Linked DNA regions of Mus musculus: region 1 is linked to region 2. The links are chromatin contacts, called in public promoter capture Hi-C maps. All regions are on one chromosome and are shown on one strand. The core of a region is the stretch at or near the end of the contact, and the rest is flanking DNA. Distances in the headings are between cores, read along the strand shown. Region 1 holds the start of Ccdc148 (coiled-coil domain containing 148). Region 2 overlaps Upp2 (uridine phosphorylase 2).

Region 1 (2,700 bases), core at 36-2,535, 390 kb before region 2:
TACGCGGCGAGATCAGGGCCGGGAAGGCGCTAGTGCGGCCGCGGCCCGTGCGGACTCTGTCCCTGGTGCATTCCTTGCATTCCAGCACAATCTGTCGCCAGCCTACAAGCTGGCAGCGCGCGTCGCCCGTTGGACGCACACACCTGCCTATCGCGGCGCCCGGAGCAACCGCGGCGCCTCCGCTGCCCGCGCTCGCCGGGTGTCGCACTCAGTCACTATGCCGCCAAAACCCGGTCCCGCCGCTCGCCCTCTCGTTTCCCAAGGAGTAAGAGGGGACAGGGACCCACGACCCTCCGTTGGGTGCAGCTGCTCGCTCTAACTCCTGGCAGCGCGAGGAGGCAGTGCGGCGCGGGAGGGCAGCCTGGAGCCTTAAGGCTGGGGCGCCCGCTAGGGAGGAGCGTGCGGTTTGCAGCTGCAAGCTGGGAGCCCTGGACCCTCCGGGCGGTCGTCACGGGCACCAGCGCTGCTCTGGGGGCCCGGGCGACACGCCGGGCGAGCGTGGGAGGCACGGCTGGCGGTTGCTTCGGTGGAGCGAGGGACGGACACACAGACGGCCGGTCCCGGGCACGACGGCGCGCGGGAGCCTCGGGGCTCAAGTTCGAGAAGCGGTGGCGCGGTGCGGGAGGAAAAGCGGCCGCGCCGAGCTGTGCGGGGCAAAGTTGTGCGCCGCCGGGGGGAGGGGAGAGGCGGGCGGGATGGCGGAGCACGCGGCGGGGACCGAGAGATCCGAGCCAGGGAGCCGCGGGGGGCGCCTGGCCGCCGCCAGGTCCCGGCTCGACGCGCTCTGGGCAGCTAGCACCCCAGAGCCCCGAGCCCTCCCGCCAGCCCCGCGCACTTACTTTCCAGCTCAGGCGGAGGCCGTCGTCGCTCCAGGGACCAGGGACATCCACGCCGAAGGGTCGCCGCTGCGGCACCGGAGCAAACTGGCCGAAGTGCGGCAGCCTCGCCGCTGCCCTCCCCTCCCTCCCCTCCCGCCCCCTCCCCCGAAGAGGCTCTCCCACCACCCCGGTGGCGGCGGCAGCTCGCCTCTACCCCGTGCCCATAGTGCCGCCGCCGCGGCCGGCGTCCACGCGCACTCAGCCCCGGAGCCCTCTAGACTGCTCAGAGGCCGCCGCCCCGCCGCCAGCCCGCCCGCCCGCCCGGCCAGTCCCGGCACCCGGGAACGTCAGCACGCTGCCGTCCCCAGACAGGCTCCGCGCCCGCCCCATTGGGCGGAAGGAGAGGGCCGGCCCTCCCCATTGGCCCGGCCCTCATATTGAACGAGCCAATGGGAGCTGCGGTTTCAGGTCGCCATGGAGACCGATGCTGTTAAGAGCTAGAGGGCCAGGAGAAGGTGGGGAGTGAAGATGAAGGTGTCTGTAGCCTCCGGCGCGGGAGGGGGTGGGGGGAAGGAGTATTAGGGGATTCCCGGGAGAGGGCTCTGAAATCGGGCGGGTCTTGCTTTTGAGTATTGCCAAGACTCTGCATGGTAGGGCTTGTCCCCAGCGTCAAAGGCAGAAACAACTGAGCCCCCGGACTTCTACTTTACATTGAAAGCTCAGGAGTGGGCGTTTCATTTTTCCTGCATCTGGGGAGCATGCGAGGCTATATGCATTTTGACCTTTGAGATCTGTGCAGCCCGGTGAGTTTCCACTCCATTCCTTAAATCTCTGCTTCTTCCTGACGTCACAGGGTCACTTGAATTCTTTCTCCAACCACTCCCCCTTCCCTGAGTCTACATTTCCTCTGATTTTTGGTTCTTCCAGCCTATAACCCCTCCCAACGAAAACAGGATTTCTTGCACGTGGTATTTTGGTAAGGAAACTGAGTGGGGTTGTACTAAAGGACCAGCCCGCAACAGAATGAGTTCTCTGCTTCCCAAAACAGCAAGTCTGATCTCTCCTCCGCCCCTCCCTCTTGGACTATGTGCTTTCTGTGCTGAGCTTGGCAGGTGCATGCTCTTCCCAGTTTGTCTGAGGCTGGAGAAGTGCCAGAATTCATCCCAATGATTTCTCAAAAAGAAAAAAATAGATTACAAATGATGGATTTTTGCTTTCTGGCAGTTTTCCAGATTAATACTAAAATCGGTAAGGAAATGATGAATTGGGACAGGGGAGCATTCGCACCCAAATCTTGACCTTTAATAATGAGTGCTCTACTTTCATTTTAAATCATTTTGTGCTAGTTTGCTCGTGCTAATTATTTTTGATGAGTGATGTTCATAATTAGATGGTAGCTATTAATCTGGAACTTTTACACATGATATTGCTTCATAACATATTTTAAAAATAGTACCACTCTAGCATATAGCCACCGATGTATTCATGTTTCTTCTTTTGGTGGCTTTGTTATTTTCATAATATCCTCTTTAGTAAAAAGAAAAAAATATTATACTATCTCCCTTCACAATAAGGGATATTAATTTTCCTTGTTATATTTTGTGGGGAAAGCTGATAGGAATTTTACATTACAAATATTTTGTTGTGAGAAGCAGATTATTGTGTATGCAAGCTCTATATATCTAATTTACATTCTGAATTTTAATTGGGTGGCATGTTTTGGCTTTTATGCTATAAAATATAGCCTAAGAAATGTTAATATGGCAACTTGCTTGGAAAATGAATCTCCTTGGTACTTATTGTAAACTTGATTTTAATTGACAGTTCCGTGCAGGATTGGACTGTAGAACAAAATGCATGAGCATGTGGATGTACCACTTAA
Region 2 (2,700 bases), core at 66-2,565:
ATGTAAGAGATGTGGTATATGTGATATGCTATATGTGATGTGCTCTATATGGTGTGGAATGTACAGGGTGGTATATGTGATATGGTATATGTATTGTAGCATATGCGATATGGTATATGTGGAGTGGTATATGTGGAGTTGTATGTGTGATGTGGTATATGTGGTGTAGTATATATGGTATGGTATATGTGGTGTAGTTTATGTGATGTGGTATATATGGTGTGGTATATGTGGTGTGGTATATATGGTGTGATGTATGTGGTGTGCATATATGGTGTGTATAGAGTGAAGTACAGAAAGCAAAAGCCAAGGAGTGCTAGGCAGCTGCCATTTGAATGTAGGCACACTTGGCTTTGAGTACTAGCTCATCTCTGATTAAGTCACTTGCTCAGCAACACATGAAACCATTATATTCTTCAGATCATCATCTCTGCCACTCTCAAGTTTAATCAGGTGCAGGCATGGATCCCTGTACGTTCTCAGTGTCCACGTATGTAGACTTCTACATTTCATATCAGATAACACTGCTCTGGCTTGCATTTGAGCCCACATCTCTGTTGCAGGATTCAGGAAAAAAAAATGAAACTGACTTAAGTTTTCTTGGAGGGAAAAAGATACTTAGTGGTGCCTGGCTGATGTGGGCAGCATTGGGCAGCAGATCCAAAGAAGGCTAGCACCGGCCTTCATGGGGGCTGTCTGGAGAAATTCCTGAGGTTGCTGAGTGGGTGTCCCTCCTGCAAAAGATCAACAGAACTATTGGGTGGTCTGATCTCACCAAGCATCCTGTTTCTACTTAACAATAATTCCTGGGCAGCGTACAGTCACTCTCAATCACAGGACATAATTATACTTTTTTTGTCTAGGCACGGTGCTTCTCATGTACCCTCACTGCTCTCTTCTCTGGAATCCTCTAGGAGGTTTTTCTATGGGGCCTTAAGGTAGTAATGAACAATGGAAGCCAGGCATAAAGTCTAGAGACAAGACAGCAAGGCAGGCTGATGTTTAAGGTAAGCTTCAGATACTGTTGATTTTTCGGGGACTTTGCTCCTTTCTTGTTATGAGTAGTTAAGCACTTTCTTGCTGTGCGTAGATCAAGGTCTAAGTACAAGCAGGCCCCTTGTAATATGCAAAATACAGGAGATTGAAAATAACCTCACTGTGTGGTACCAGGACATCTAAATTACAATCATTCGGATTGACCATAAAACTGAAACAGATGTTAGGATAGTTTGCAGTTTGTGTTCTGCTTTGAACTGTTGATATTGCAGTAATCAGGCAGAGTGTCTGCAGATTTCTGGAGACATGTGTAGACAGAAGCAAGCTTAGCTCCTGACACTAGTCCCAAGTCAGATTCACTAAGCATCGCCTGTAGACACCATGACCAGCCTGACTGCTTTAGTAAGAAGTAACACACAGCTGAAGACCACTGGCCAACATTGATCTCTGGTGGTACTGACTGTGATTTATGTTCCAAACAAGATGATCTTTGTCTAGAATTTTTCAGAAAAAGGTAGAAATGCATTGGGCAGGAATAAGAAGCACTGTAAAAAAAATGTTCAGAATTTTGCGTAATAACTTCCAGAACAAACTCACTCTTAAATGTCCCCAGTAGCTTAAAAGATTTTGCCATATGGCATTAATTTACAACATAGGGTTTATGCATTTTGTGTATTAAGAAGGACTATAAACATTTAAAGGCATATTATGAAGCTTTATGAAGCAATGATTTTTCCACGTTACTTAAAATTCTGAAGATACCATGCATTTCAGAAACATGGCGCAAAGCCCCCTGAGCTTGAACTGATCTGAATGCTCCCTACCTGGAGATGAGCTTGCATGGTACCAGAAGGCATCCTGCAAGCTTCTAAAGGAGGGAGGCAACCAACAGTCCTATGTAGCTATGATGTCTATAAACCACATTAATGACCAGTACGGCAAAGGTAACCCTAAGGGTGCAATAGTGGCACTCATATCTTGGTAGTGACCAATTGTTCTCTAATTGGACTTAAGACCCACTCAACAAGAGTAAAACACTCATGGGACTGGAAATCTAGCTAACTGCTCAGAACTAGGAAAGTCATGGTTATTGGAGGAGAATCTACAACCACTAATTTACTAAACCAGCACAATCCCTAACAACAATCTATAAAAATTTGTCCTTATAAACAAAGGTAAGTGTAATCTTTACCTCCAACCCCATCAAGAAAACCTCTCTGCAACAGATGGGGACCATTACAGAAAATCACAACCAGTCAAAATTCAGAGTTGTGGAGCCCAGTCTCCATGGATACAACTACAAAGCATTCATGCATCTAAAGATCAGGGAACATTGTAGAAGAGGAGAGGGGAAGTCCGTGAGATCCAGAGGACCAGGGAGTTTGTTGGGAGACGGTATCACCTAGTAACATCAGACACTGCACTCATAAAGTCTCACCAGCATAATTGCCCAAATGTAAGCTGAATAAGACCAACGCCAATGGGTATGCAAAACTGGATGGAGAAAAGCACATGAGATCTCAAGCACACACACACACACACACACACACACACACATCAACCAAAGAAAGCTGGGAGGGGTAGAGGTGTTCTTCCTCAGGGAAGAGTACACTAATTGGTTGGCCAGTGCCAAATAGTCAGCCCCGAAAACACACATACAAGCAACATTTCATGGACAGGACCAGATAATATTTAGGATTGTAT

The links. Promoter capture Hi-C pulls out the DNA fragments that hold promoters and counts their contacts.
Region 1: a contact with region 2 is called in a promoter capture Hi-C map of the 3T3-L1 cell line, with 3 times the contacts expected there. The contact joins the promoter of Ccdc148 here to the enhancer-like site in region 2. A contact is called at or near these places in 5 of 39 promoter capture datasets (the 3T3-L1 cell line, cranial neural crest, embryonic stem cells and 2 more), 7 of 115 datasets of contacts at active chromatin or transcription factors (astrocytes, bone marrow-derived macrophages, embryonic forebrain and 4 more) and 1 of 9 other capture datasets (adipose tissue).

What each region holds. Positions count from the first base shown.
Region 1 is chr2:59,159,268-59,161,967 of GRCm38.p6, reverse strand. Ccdc148 (coiled-coil domain containing 148) reads left to right here and starts at 1,285. Exons shown (of 15, transcript NM_001372501.1): 1 at 1,285-1,621. It overlaps Pkp4 (plakophilin 4), which reads right to left and starts at 1,118. Exons shown (of 22, transcript NM_026361.2): 1 at 840-1,118.
Region 2 is chr2:58,767,611-58,770,310 of GRCm38.p6, reverse strand. The region is part of intron 2 of Upp2 (uridine phosphorylase 2); the gene reads right to left. Among named protein-coding and RNA genes, the nearest start is that of Upp2, 14 kb to the right of the region's middle. Within about 2 kb of position 1,315, at least 9 of the 459 cell types and tissues checked have an H3K27ac peak or open chromatin away from gene starts, as enhancers often do.